Regions from separate parts of the Mus musculus genome. Here all the other regions are linked to region 1. The links are chromatin contacts, called in public promoter capture Hi-C maps. All regions are on one chromosome and are shown on one strand. The core of a region is the stretch at or near the end of the contact, and the rest is flanking DNA. Distances in the headings are between cores, read along the strand shown. Region 1 has its middle 16 kb from the start of Gm25401. Region 2 overlaps Mir100hg (Mir100 Mirlet7a-2 Mir125b-1 cluster host gene). Region 3 has its middle 32 kb from the start of 1700063D05Rik.

The links. Promoter capture Hi-C pulls out the DNA fragments that hold promoters and counts their contacts.
Region 2: a promoter capture Hi-C map of the 3T3-L1 cell line shows a contact between it and region 1, with 9 times the contacts expected there. The contact joins two enhancer-like sites. A contact is called at or near these places in 4 of 39 promoter capture datasets (the 3T3-L1 cell line, cranial neural crest and maxillary cranial neural crest) and 1 of 484 Hi-C or Micro-C datasets (brain).
Region 3: a contact with region 1 is called in a promoter capture Hi-C map of hippocampal neurons, with 3 times the contacts expected there. The contact joins two enhancer-like sites. A contact is called at or near these places in 9 of 39 promoter capture datasets (the 3T3-L1 cell line, 3T3-L1-derived adipocytes, cranial neural crest and 6 more), 1 of 484 Hi-C or Micro-C datasets (dorsal root ganglion neurons) and 7 of 115 datasets of contacts at active chromatin or transcription factors (craniofacial prominence, embryonic basal ganglia, embryonic forebrain and 4 more).

The regions. Positions count from the first base shown.
Region 1 is chr9:41,353,546-41,358,155 of GRCm38.p6, forward strand. No RefSeq gene overlaps it. Among named protein-coding and RNA genes, the nearest start is that of Gm25401, 16 kb to the left of the region's middle. Within about 2 kb of position 2,271, at least 3 of the 459 cell types and tissues checked have an H3K27ac peak or open chromatin away from gene starts, as enhancers often do.
Region 2 is chr9:41,459,482-41,464,177 of GRCm38.p6, forward strand. The region is part of intron 3 of Mir100hg (Mir100 Mirlet7a-2 Mir125b-1 cluster host gene); the gene reads left to right. Among named protein-coding and RNA genes, the nearest start is that of Mir100, 70 kb to the right of the region's middle. Within about 2 kb of position 2,535, at least 92 of the 459 cell types and tissues checked have an H3K27ac peak or open chromatin away from gene starts, as enhancers often do.
Region 3 is chr9:41,235,883-41,240,932 of GRCm38.p6, forward strand. No RefSeq gene overlaps it. Among named protein-coding and RNA genes, the nearest start is that of 1700063D05Rik, 32 kb to the left of the region's middle. Within about 2 kb of position 2,964, at least 27 of the 459 cell types and tissues checked have an H3K27ac peak or open chromatin away from gene starts, as enhancers often do.

The sequences.
Region 1 (4,610 bases), core at 1,021-3,520:
TCACTGGATGGGCTTGTGTGTGCCATGTCATACACGTGGACGTCAGACAACGATGTTTGAGAGCTGGTTCTTTTCTCCCAACCTGTGACTCCTGGCAGATCAAAGTCAGATCATCAAACAGCAGCAAGCACCTTTACCAGCTGAGCTGTCTCTTTGGCCCCTGGAAATTTTATATAGACAAAAACTTTCAGGAAATGTCATTTTCTTGAAAACAAAACTCTTAACCAAGAATCTTTCCCTGTCTCTCTGCAGCTAAAGATGAACATGTTTATAGTCTTTGTACTTCTTGCTTTCTGCATTGTACTGAATATTAATTGTCAATAGTCTCTGCTTAAGGCCCTGCTCGCCAGCTCTTTCACTCAAGTCCCAAATTTTCACTGTGCATCCAAGACTGTCCTATGATTTCACAGGTAGAGAAAGCGAAGCACACACTTAGATATCAAGATTTTGCCTGAAACTCCTCATTTAACAAAAAAGTTTAAAGGGAATAGCAACTAGGTTCCCAGAAGCTGTGTGTGTGTGTGTGTGTGTGTGTGTGTGTGTGTGTGTGTGTGTGTGATTTAAACCTCATGTTTTTTTCTCTTCATCTTTTCTCCTTCATTAGACAAAGAGGCTCACCTCTCTGAGACACACGACCAATATCACAACAGCTACCACTGAATAAGACTATTAGCAGAAACTCACATACGCATAGAATGTGTTCTAGTTTTTTTTGCTGGCTAATTTTCAGCATCAGCTCGATTGGATTTAGAGTCACTCTCTGAGTCTGTGAGCATGTTTTCAGATATGGTCACTCAAAGAGGGAAAAACAACCATGAATGTGTGCTGTGTTATCCGCTGGGCTGAATCTCAGACCAAGTGAGAGGAGAAAGGGAGCCTTGCACCAGAACACATAGCTGTTTGCAGAGCAGGGGCAAGGTGGGACCAGCTGCCTCTTGCTCCTCCACACCTTCCTGCAAGACCGACTTGAATTATAAGCCACAATAAACACTTTCTCCTTCAAGTCGCTTCTTGTCATATCTTCTGCTCACAACAATAACAAAAGTAACTAACAGAAAACTTTCACAAATACTACGGTTAAAAGAGAATTTCAACTTGAATTATTCATAGAGAAGCTAACCCACTAACAAGTTTCTCTACTAGAAACAATGAGCCGGATACATTATAGCAGAGACAGACAAGTAGAAACCAGGCAAGTTGGGGCCCACTCCATCTGCCAAGATGGTCAGAGAGGATCAGGAAAGAGGCTCTTCACTGTCCAAATCCATCTCCTGGCTTGCTAGCCTGCTTATACTCTGAACAGCCTTGAGTTGAATGTCAACATTCATTGGTTAATATGTCTCAGATTACAGCCTGGAAAAAGTATGTGTGGCTCAAAAAAGTCTTTTTTCTTTGTTTGCTTGTTTATTAGATTTATTTGGGTGTGTGTGTGTGTGGTCATCCCCCTTACCTGCCCTGCCACATACCCAGTCATCAGGGGTCTTCTCATCTTCTCAATTACTCTCTATCATATCTTGTGACATGGGATCTCTCACTGAGACTGGAGCTCATCGTTTTGGCTAGGCTGGCTGGCTAGTGAGCTCCAGGGCCTCTACCTCCCTAGCACTTGAACTACAGAAGCATACCTCCATGGCCACCTTTTTTTTTTTTTTTTTTTTTTTTTTTTTTTGTGAATTCCAGGAATCTAAACTCAATTCCTCATACTTGTATGGGAAGTGTTTTGCCATCGAACTATCTCCTTAGCACTTATTTTAGTGATTTATACAAAATGTTATGAGACTCCTAAAACAGAAAGTCTCGAAAAGGGTCCTTTGATAACACAGGAGTAAAGTGTCCTTTTGATAGAGAAACATGGTGGCTCAGGGGGACAAGTGGTTTTCCTGAGCTCTTCCAGTTGTTAAGGGGTCCAAGCAATGCCGGAACCCACTCTGTCCAGTTCTCCGTTCTTCTCGGGGTTATATGCGAAATTAAAGAGTAACTTGCCATTTAGAAGTTTCATGTAATTTCTCTGTGACTGTTCGAAGATTGTAACATGACATTTATTTGTATGGAAGCCACTGTTCCTAAAGTGCTAAAATCATTTCTCCCCCTTCCTGGCAGTACAAAAGTAAGTTACACCGTCTGGTTTGGATTATCTTCCATTCTGAATCAGTGTGACTCAAATGAATGAGATTTCACTTTGAAGAATTTAATATCACCGAGAAGATGCTCTGGTTTGTATTATCTTAAATCCAGGAGATCATTCCCACCATGCGGTGGCAGTCTGTTTCCCACAGGCCTCGTGTAATCCTCCTTTGCCCCTTCATCACTGACATGGCCCATGCCTGTCTAAAGAGCAGTCACATAAGTCAAGTGGCTGAAGCCTGGAATCACAGTGCCCTGATGTGGAGGCAGGGGGATTACGAGTGGCATGGGCTGCACAAAACCCTTGGCCCCTACAAGCATCCCTTTGGTGTTTTCTTAGAGAGTTTAAGGTTGACCTGTAGCAGACGTCCTTCCTGTTTTAAAGATTTCCTGGTTGGCAATTATTTTGACGGTTCTGATTGAGATCAAGAAAAGATAGGAAGGAGGATGTGGAGGAGGAGGACAGGAGGAGAAGAAGAAAGTAAAGGAGAAGGCAGATTTTTTTTTTCATGGTAGTCCTTAAGCAAAGACAGACAGACAGGAAGGGGACAGAACAAATATCCTGCAAAGGCACCCCTCCATCAGCCTCATTCCTCCAATCAGGCGCCATTTCCAAATGGTCCATTCAATATTCATTTGCCAATGAATTTATCTACTAATGGACTTAGTGTCTTCATCATCTAACCTCATCTTGATGGTGCCCTATCTGGGGACTCAGCCATTCAAGCACATAGTAACACCCTTTCTGTTAGTTCGCTTTGGAGACAATGTTAAAGAAACTATAGAAACATTTGCATGCTTCCCTGGTTATAACTGGATGCTGTTCCTCAAGGCACCTGAAGCACCCCTAGACGGTCAGGGAGCACCTGTGTCCAAATCACTAGAAGTCAACCATCAGTCCCCACTCTGCGCTTACTGAGGATGATGGTAGAGGTGGTTCAGTCATTGATCTAAATTCTCATTGGCCCGGCTCCCAGTGGTTCCAAGAGAAAACGATTGAAAGGTAAATAGAGAATTTGTTCATGTAGACAAACTGTGAGGCATCTCCAACATGCATTAAACCTGAGGTTCTCAGAAGCCAACAGTGAAGCTGTTCAAGGTAAACATGCTCATGGGTAAGTATTTGAATCTTATTCCACACAGTGAAATAAGACACACACACACACACACACACACACACACACACACACACACACACACACACACACGGGAAATGGGGGATTAAAAAAAATCATTTCTGGATTGAAGAGGGATACTTGAGAGCACTTGGGATTTCCCATGGCTGATCCTGCCCAGGGACTAGGGCAGAGACCCAACATGCTATACCTTTTCAGACTCTCTGTAGGCCTACAGGATTTATTATGGGCATTTTCAATAAATTTCCCAGTGTTGGTGGCATAGGAGCATCTGCCCCACAGGGGACAGAGCAGAGGACCTCATAGTAAGCTTATCTCAGGCCCATCACCACTCTTAGTGACCTGTGTGGCATACTACTAGACAGGAATAAAGGCATGAGTAGATAGCTAAATACATGGGCCGGCCTTTTCTGGATATAGGTCCCCCTTTTCCTTTTTTTTTTTTTTTGTTTTGTTTGTTTTCTTTTGTTTTCAAAGACACCATGGCCTTTCAGGTTCCCTTTCAGCAGTTGTAAAAATGTCTGCACAGCTTTACCTCATAGTATGAACATCAAATGTGAAGACAAAAGAATTATTTTGAACATGCAATGTACTTGGTAAGACGTTCGTCATATAAGAATTTTTGTCTTAACGAGGAGGCCTTCCAGGAAAACCATGAGGCAAGTCAGGAGGAAAGATGGGAAGAAGAGGCGGGGGGGAAGGGGGCAAATGAAAATAAGGTAGGTAAGGGAGATAAAGGGCAGGGGTGGAAAAAACAAATACGGATTGTGATGCCCATATTCGGGCTGCAGATCTTGAGCCAAGATAGGTGTGCAGCAGAGAAATGCCGATCAGGAGGGACACACTGGCTCACAGGCCTGAGCCAGGCTTAGCTGGACTCAGGATTCAGTGTCTGTATCTGACCTTTAACGGGTTTGCTCAGCAGCTAGGGGAAGCTTTCTATTACAGAAACCCAGGCTGCACTTGCTTTCATCTCGCTGCCCCTGTTTCCTTGATAGTTTTAGACACGGAGCGGAATGCTGTTGATAGGACCCTGCTGGCATGAGGGTACCAAATGCCGCACTCAAGGCTAAGCCCAGGTATACACGTTATCCACCACCCAGTGTTCACGCACAGATTTGTCAGTAAGACTGCGAAGGGATGCTGTGAGAACCAAGAGCTCAGTTGCAGCATTGGAGTGTGTGGTGTGTGGGGAGCAGAACCAGGGACTGTGGAGTGGCGTGACAATTCTCGAAGGTTTATCATGTGCCTAGGGACACAGAGAAGGACTCAAGGGTGTGGAGGAAGAGTTCATGGCCCTAGTGCAGAGCTGTTTCCTGGAGTATGGACAGGAGGGAAGGAGCACACAGA
Region 2 (4,696 bases), core at 1,285-3,784, 110 kb after region 1:
CAGATGCAGGGGCGATGTATGCTGCAGAAATATCTACTGGAGCTAGGCTCCCCACGTCCCATTGATTTCTGTATGACCAGTTGTGGTCTGTGTACTAAGTCTTCGTGTGCTACATAAAGAGGTAAAGGAAAAGGTGTTTGTAAGAATGGGCACCTTCTGATGAGACTGCATATGTTTGACAGAGTCCTTCCTTGCCATCTGGATCTCCTAGCTTCCCCCTGAAGAGGAGAGAGAGAAAGAGCCAGCAGATCTTCAGAAGATAATCACCACTAAAACTACGCAGCATTACAAATCTGTGAAACCAAACATGGGTTTAACAGATTGCTACGTGTCAGAGTCATACAGTCCATTAAACTGCGTTTAAATAAAAAAAAATTGATAGCCTTATTTATTTTAAAATTAAATGAAAGAGTGCTATCATGTCAAATTGAATCACTCAGACCTCATTTCTATCGAATAGTCATACTCAATGCAGACTGGAAAACAACCATGCAAAATGGGTCTCAAGCTGACCTTAGTGTCTGTCCTCTTCCAGTCTGCTGGGAATGAGTGGAAACACTCCTCCTTTTCTTTGTTAAGATGGGGAGACCCAGTGTAGAGGCTGTGAACCTGTAGCTTTGAAGGGGCATGGAGAGCCTTGAGGCAGGATCTTGTGCTATCTAGAGTAAGACTGCTACAATTAAAAACATGCTGAGAATGTTAAGCATAGAATATTGATGATATTCTAAAGCAATTATCTTCTACTGGAGGTGCAACTGTGCCCATTCTGATTGTAGCTAGCGATGCGGCTTAGGTGCAGGTTGTAGGAGGCAGTGAGTGAAATAACCCAAATGCTCTTCCAGGTGGCGAGTGGCGAGTGTAACAGATCAAGATTTGAGTGTCATTCCTGTGGAAGACTTCTTTGGGATTCGTAAGGGTCAGGATGCTGATTTAGGGGGGTTACAGTGTGACCAATTCGGGAAGACCAGAAATCATTCACAAATGGAAAATTATCGGAGCAGAAAGGCATTTCAAACATATACAATGGCACAGGACATAAAATAACTCCCACCCATACCCCTCCACATCATGTTTCCTGACCTGACACCCCCTCCCCCGGCCCCCTCCCCCTCCCCCCGACCCCCTCCCCCGGCCCCCGAGGTATTGACTTCTCTCTTCTTCGTACTGTTAACTGTTTCTTTTTGTTTTTTGTTGTTGTTGACTCACACTTTCTGTCATTGAAACACCTATGGTGTGGGCATCCACCACGGCAGCAGGTAGGTCATATGATAGATCCAGAACACATCTACTAGTGAAGCAAAACGTCCAGAAGCTTTGGGGAGCCTTGAATGTTGAACAAATGCATTGAATGTTCCACCAACTTTCTCTAAGCCAGGGAGCTCTTTGCTCTCCACGCTTACATAAACTTTGAACACTGGTTTATATAACACTGGTGCTTAGAGAGCTCCTTGCCTGTGTAAGAAATCCCAACACAAAAGGAAACCAAGTGGAAAAACAAGGAAAATTCCTCTCGTTTACTCACGGTTTCCCCCCAAGCCAACCTACACAGCTGAAGAACATCTTTGCCCCCTACTGCTTTGAGGCTCACGGGGTATTGTGTATTTGAGAAGAAGGGCTCTTTTGTACCCTGTACGTCAGGTACACCCCCACCGCCAGCACTTAGAATCTTCTACTGCATAAGGTTCTTAAATTTGTGATACTATAAAAATGAACAAGAACAGCCAGGGCTATACAGAGAAACCCTGTCTTGAAAAACAAACAAACAAGCAACCCCCCCAAAACAAAAAAAAACAAAAAAGAATGAACAAGAAGGACTAATTTCTCTTCCCTGTGGAACACAGAATATGAGGAATTCTGGGTATTTATGTGGGAAGGGAGCCTTTACACTGCCTTTTCCCACAAAGGATGTATTTGGAGACAAGCTTAGAAGGAGAGAGACATTAAAGTTGCTTCTTTTAGTCTCATTAAAGATGCACCTGTGTTTTCTTTCTTGCTGTGGCTATTCAAAACTGTTGCGTTCTAGACTGCCGCCAGTCACGTTAGGTGGGTGTTTTCCTTGTTATTGTTTTGGTTTTGTTTTTTAGATGTGGATGGAACTTCAGAAACTGAACTTTGGTCATGCCCTGTCTCAGAGTTCAGAGTGGTTTGCACCTTTCAGCTCCGGCTTCTGAAATCAATGTACAATGTTGAATCTTGGATTTTCGTGGCACATTTCCTGAAAGGTTTATCTCTAGGCCCATCTTGTTTTTTTCTTTCCCTGAGAAAGACCCACATGTAACTTTGTACCCCACCGAGGAAATGTGTGGAACGTTAAGAGGCGAGCATGGTCTCCGTGGCCTCCCTTGACAATGGTGCTTACTTGCAAAGGCCGGAAGAACACAATGGTTCCTGCTTCCTCTTGGGTCCTGCCGGGTTTGGTTTTTGCTCTCCTGCGCCACCTGCTGTCAGGAGCACCACAGGCCTGCTTCCCGGCTTGCAGCCCTAGCAAGCCCGGCAGGAGCCAGAGCCAAACCCTTGGTCCCAGCAGATGTTGCTTAGGCTGCCAGGTTTCTGTCCAGACCTTATCTTTGTTGCCTCGTCTGGCTCCTAGCTCAGAATTCCAGTGTCCCCAAATGACTTGCCTTGCAGTCACGCAGACCCTGAGCTCACTGGCCAGAAGGAAGGAGTCTGCCAGTTTGAGGGCTGCTGAAGGGCAATTCTTGCTAGCTTTCTGAATGTGTGGTCAGTGGAAACTTGCTTTAGCAGTGAAAACGCACAAACATTTCTTTTGAAAGGGCAACGGGCATATGACATTTGTCCTTTAATGGACTTTCATCACATCCTCAATTTGTACCAATTGACAGCCCCCACCCCCCACCCCTACCCCCGTCCCAGTTTTCTCAAGTTTGATTTTTGGTTCATTGTGTTGTTTAAACTCTTGGGACTTTCCTGCATCCTCACCAATGAGTTAGTGATTTTAAACAAAGGACCACAGAGAGAAAAGGTTTGCTTTTCTTGCCTTCCGATGGTTCCCTGTTCTAGTCTGATCAGCTCTTGACAATAGGTTCTTACACATTTGTCCCTTAAACATATACTTACACATGTAATATAAGCATGGCATATTGGAGGCTCACCTCAAAACGTCACTGTAATGCCAAGACTCTAGCTGATCAAAATCCTCTAGGTATCATTTTCGAGGTAGGTCTCACTCTGTAGCATAGGCTAACCTCCAACTTATGGTTCTCCCACCTTAGCCTGTAGAGTGTTGGGATTACAGGTGTACCTCTGTGTCTGTCTCAAACTTCATCTAAAAAATTCTTTGCTATTTGTCTATCAAAAGGGAAAGGTGGCCCCGAGATCTCAAATGCTCATTTCCAATTTAATTCCTTAAATAAAGCTGACTTTGTAGAATGGCTGACTTCTGCAGTTACTCTGATAAGCGTGAGGCACATGACCAGCAATTGTTTTTTGAAATTAGAAGGGAAAAAATAAAACTCAGAAATATATGCATAAAAGAGACTTGAGATAAACGCAAGTCAGAACTTCCTGAGAGCAAAGGTTACATGATACTCTTGGGAAAGAGAAGAAGTGAGTGGCTGTGCCAGCAAGAGCCCTCGAGCGAGGGGGCACATTCATTTTGCTCAGTAAGCACTTACTAAATTCCTGCTCTGTGTTAGCACTGGGAGGTGCTGGTGTTAAGTACAGCAACTGACCACTGGGAACATAGAGGACAAGCAGACAATTTCCATATACTTTTTTTAAATGGCTGGGAGAGAGCATGATGTCCAGATAAATACACACATCCAGAGGACTGCAGTGATTGGTTGACCTACAACTGCCTTGATTTGAGAAGTCCTTTCAGCTCTTTTCTAGAATGGGATGCTGACTTATAGATCATGTCATCCAACCTTGATGACTTCAAGAGTCTCTGTTTTCTGCTTCTTGGTTTGCTTGTGTCCTTCACACAACAGCCTTCTGTGTATTAGGAGAGAGAGAGCAAAGCAGGTAATCCTGTTTGTCTGCATCCAAGGAATGTGGTCCTTGAAGCATCTTTGAAGCTGGACACCTAGACCAGGAACTCTCCTTGCAAGTCAACATGACATGGAGAGGAAGGAGGGACCCACAACCAGGCTGCTGCTCAGATGAAGCACATGGTAGCTACTCTGAGTTCCAACAGGTCATTTGGCAGGTAGGAAATTAGAGGCTAAAGGACAGGGAGCCACCTGTAAATCTTGGGGAATAACTCACTTCCATGTTCTAGCCTGTATCTGCTCAGACTAGGAACCTCTGAGGGGTATATCCTCCCTCCCCAAAGAGGCACCTTTAAGACTGGGCAGGATGGTGGTGGTGATGGATCAGCCAGTAAAATGCTTTCCTTGCCAGCTTAAGGGTCTGAGTTCGATTCCCAGGATCCACGTAAAAATGTTGGGTGTGGTGGTAGAGGCTCACAACCTCAACTCGAGGGAGGCAGAAGCAGGACGATCTCCAAAGTTCACTGGCCAGCTTAGCCTAAGGAGAAATCCTGTCTTAAAGGGAGTGGCTTAAATTCCCAAGGATGACTTTGGTCTATGTACACAGCACATCTGCATCCTCATGTGCACATGCACCAATACATATACATATGAAAACACACACACACACACACACACACACACACACACACACACACACACACACACACACACACACACACACAATTTTAAAGAGGCACTTGGCA
Region 3 (5,050 bases), core at 1,714-4,213, 120 kb before region 1:
TGATTATGATTTGCCTCAAGCACTAGCAGGGTTGTGATTTTTGCTAGTTGGAATTCTGAGAACTCTGGAAAGGGGATAAATGTCAGAGCCCCAGAGGGGCCGGGTCCCTCTGAGAAGGCTTCTGCTCCTCCTCTTTTGCAGTTTGTCAAGTGGTGTGATCAAAGAGACAAGAAGCTGGCGATATCCTGATGATGAAGGCTGGACTTTCCCCAAAGAACCCAATGCTCTTAATCAGAAGGAAGCAGGATATAGAAGCCTATAGCCCTTTTCCCTTTAACCTTCCTTTTCTCCTTCCTAGTGTTGGGGGTCAGAAGGGATTAGAATAGAATAAGGGATGGAAGAGGGGTGAGAGATATAAGACCCCAATAAAATAGCTAAAATTATACACCAACAGGTGAGGACATCCCTAATCATTGGGACCCCATGAACATATCTTTAAAGACCCCTAGCTATGTTGATATTTGTGCTGATTTCAAATAGTTAGAACATTCATATTGTGAGCCCAAATTGTGAATAATTTGGTCTGGATTTTCTGGGACCGACTTTAGAATAGAGACAACTTTAGATAAACATTAGATATATAGAGTGAAAGTGTTCTATCTACAGGAAAGAGATTTTTCCTACATTTGTTCCCCAGGACAAACTTTGTACATGAAGCTGAAATGAAAGAAGTGTGGCCTTCTATGATGTGACCTTTGAACTCCAAGAAAACTACCCTGGGGACGTAGAGGAGGTATAATTTCCCATCAACCATTAAGAAAGCATTTCATTTTTCTCACAGTAGTGTAAATGTGTCTTTTACACTTCCCTTGCCTGGAAGAACATTTAGTTATTCTTCATGTAAGCTTTTTGAGGGGAAGAGTAATGTCTATTATTCAATAAAGTGTTTGATTGTAATAGGAGTGTCTGGTTTGAATATTAGTTCCTTCCGTTTGAGCTGGAGGCTCTGGGCTGCTGTAACTTGGGGGCTTTGTCTAGGTCAACAGTTCTTTGGGTATCAGCACCTTTGGGAGTTAAACAAACCTTTCACAGGGATCGCCTAAGATCACCAGATAACACAGATAATTACATTATGGTTCATCACAGTAGCAAAATCACAGTTATGAGGGAGCAACAAGAATAATTTTATGATTGGAGAACATCACACCATGAGGAGCTGTATTAAAGGGTCGCAGCATTAGGAAGGTTGAGAACCATCGGTCTAGACCCAGAAATGAGGAATGTAGACAAAACCTTTACACTTCTTATTACAAAATACTCTCTTTGTTCTGAGATTCTAGGCATTCCCTCATCGATAGATAGTGTCTCACTGGACTCAGTGAGCTTGAAGAAAATGGCTTAGACCTGTTTGAAGTCTAAATCTGGGATCATCACCTACACTTCACACCAAGGAATCCATCCTCAGTAATAATACCATGAAACCCACATATTTCTCATGGATACCTCCATCAAGCCTTCTGATATGGGAGTGGCCTGCTAATGGCTGTAAGTGCAGAAGTAGGCTTCTCTCCATCACAGTTCCTTCCGAGTACCCGCTCCTTTCACCAACACTTTCCCACTCCAAGTTATCCTACAAAGCAGCACAAATCCAATTTTCCCCCTGAGTTCCTTTCATTCGGGTGCTCAGAAAAGCATGTGAGCTCCCAATTAGTTATGGAATAAAACCCACAGTCCTGTGTCTGCTACCGAGAGCTGCACATGAGGGCCTCACCATCTCTATCAAGTTTCCCCCCGAAAATTCCTTATGTACAAAATCTCTGTTGTGACTTCTGTTGTTGCTCTAAAATGGCGGTAACGGACAGAACACCCGGTTGCATGCTTTTGTTTATTCTGGTTTGAGGCACAGACTCTCTTTTTCTCTCCTTTTTTTTTTCAGTATATGAAATTTTTTTTGCAGTCAGCTCGAATCTATATATTTATGTATCTACCTATACTTGTTATTGCTGTGAGAAAACACTTGATGGGATGATGTAAGGAAGAAAGGGGTTGACTTGAGCTTAATTGAGGAGTCAGTCCATCAAGGTTTGGGGAGGCGTGGTTGCTTTTTCTGGGGAGGTAGGAGCAGGTAGTCAAGAAGTAGAGAGAAATGAATCTGGAGGGCTCTGCTTGCTTTCTCCCTTTTATGCCTTCCAAGATCGCTGTTCATGGACAGTGCCTCCTATATTCAGGGTAGACCTTCCCTCCTCTTTTTGAAAACATACTTTACCTATCACACCATCCCTGTCCCCAGAGCCTATCATGGTAAGTTCTTAACCACCCCAACACTAAGTCATGGCTGTGTTTTGGCTAATTATATATCCACTTGGCCCTCACCTAAGATGCCCTACAAGAATTCAGATGCATTTCTTGTTCCCCTATCTAAGTTAAAAGCCCTTGAGAGAAAGAACAGCATTTTAGTGATATGTGAATCCTCATTGCTTACCAGTCTATATTTCCACATTATTTTGAACAAACCACTAGGAGAGGATTCATCATATGATTTAGTAGGTATTTATATTTTGATCTTCCCAGGTAAGCTATGAGATTTTGATTAAAATGCATCATTTCTGCTTCTCTCTGGGCCAGCCTCAGTGCCTGGGGTAGGGAGATACTCCTTAAGAGCTTGCTGAAGGAGTATAGTGCTGAGTTTGCCAGAAAGAGCTGAATGTGAATGAAGTCAGTAAGTTCAACGGCACTGTGATCCTCTGAGACAGGGAAGGGGGTTGCCTCAGAAGTGACTCCTTTCTTTGTTGGCTTGTTCCCTCTTCAGAATGAAACTTGAGCAAATGAAACAGGACTCAAGCTTGGAATCCACAAATGACACTGGGCTTGAAGTGATGCTGAGGTTGGAAGCGATTTAGTTCACTTGCATTTTATTTGGAGGATAATGTTTTCCTTCTGGGAAGAGAAACGTTAGAGGGAAGAAAAGATCTCCTCCTGACTGTAATACACAAGTAATAGGAATTTAGCCAGAAATATGATCTTATGAAAACTCTCCGAGCACAGCTTCCTTCTCATACCCCTGTCTCTCTGCCTTTGGATTGACATTACCATGTTTGCCTTTCTCTGGTTTCCAGAGATCAGGCTGGAGAAAGGCGCCAGGGTAACAAGCCAAATAGGCCTATTATGGGATGTCATGCTCACTGGGCATGAGTGCTGTCTCCTAGGACATTTATAACACTTATTACTCTGCCCAACTTTAATAACACATGGACAAGCCTGGGGCAATCTGTAAAGAATCTGAAAGTTTATTTATTTATTTTTTTTGTTATAACTGTCTGTACTATAAAATTAGTGAGTCTTGGGACTGGACTAGGTTGGAAAGATGATCTCATCCGAGGGGCCTCAGCTTTCCTGGAGAAGAGCTGTTTTCAATATCCCTAGCCTTCTAACTGGGCACGGCACTGGAGCTACATTTATAAGCATCGGTTGGCAGATGGTAACTGTTAAGCTGTAAGACAGAACATGGGCAAAATGCAACTGTCACTCCCCTTTACACCATGGAGATGAGGCAGGGCAGGAGTCATCAGTATCCTAAGCACTTTTGCTGAGAATCGTGGAGACAAGAATGTAGTGGGAGACCGTGTTATCAATTACTAAGGAAAAAACAAACCCATGCGTATCAATGGCTTTCAAAACTTAATATTCATCAAAGCACCCGGATAACAAGATAAAACTTGTATCCAGGGTGGAACTTGACACTCTGCATCTCCGAGTTCCTTGTGGCCTCTGACACACGAGCTACACCTCGGGTAGCCAAATTTTAGGGTGCCATATTTACTGTAGCTGGAAATAATGCCATAGTTAACCATCCCCAACACAGAGAAGCAGACTCTTAGCCAATAATGCTGGGCGATTCACTTATCTTATAGACCCTCTGAACTGAAGCAGGTCTTAAGCTTTCAAACCTTCCTTTTTGCATGCGTATCCACTCGTGTGCTTGTTGGGGTCCAGGAGTCACTCCACAAACCACAGGAACACTCATCTCAGCCAGACAGGGGTGGTTTGCTGAACACACACCTTAAGACTTCAGAATTCAGGGGACTGAGGTTTGTGACCCCAAACATTTCTCAGGGCTGGCTTCTAAAGGAAAAAACCACAATGACCACATGTGTAAGTAGGTGTAGGAAGTGCTGCCTGGTGGTTGGCTCTGACTCAAGTTACGTTGGCTAACTGGACAGAACCGTTCTAACTGACCTCTATTCTAATTGGTCCTAAGTGGATCTTACAGTTGTTGGACTTCTTAAGATTAACAAACCTCAGAAGACAAAGACACAACAGGGTATAGGGTCAGCATGACCCTGCTCTGCTCTGAGTCAAGTTATTATTCTGTGTCGACGACTGGCAGGCATATTATGGCAACAGTATGAAATAACTGGTGGGCATGGAACAAAAGGGCTACAGCTATGCTAGCGGGGCAGGCTTCAACAGTGCTCATGGGCCATGGCTTGTGTGTGGAGGTTAGAGGACAATTTGTAGGAACCTAGGTTTTCATTTACCCTATGAGCCCTAGAGATCAAACTCAGGTCATCAGACTTGGCAGCAAGTGTTTTTTACCTTCTGAGCCATCTCACAGCCCAGAAAACTCTATTTTAAAAATTATATGTACACTCTCAATACAGGAAACAAATAAGACCCTCTATTGAATCTAGAACAGATTGCATGGAGCCAAATTCTTTTCTTCCTGTTCCCCTCCAAGGTTCTGAAGTTATTTTCTTCGAATGTTAGGACCCTGGGTAATGCTATTGGGAAGGCAGTAACTTATTTAGAGCATTAGGAAATAAGAAAAAGAGACCTTACACCCTGAAGAGTAGAATAAGAAAATGGTGAATTTGAGGATGTTCTGGGCTGAATAACTAGAGCCTATTTTCAGAGATAAAATGAGATAATTAGGATGGAAATAGAGCTGAAATCTAGACATTCTGATGGATAGTCTACTGTTTCTTCGAGAACATAATTTATTCAAGGCATTGTGATTTACTCACAGTCTTGGTTTAGGAGCTGATTGGCATTGATGTGAGCATCCTCTGGTCACCTGGGTTTTGACCAGTCTCTGTCACAATAAATATCT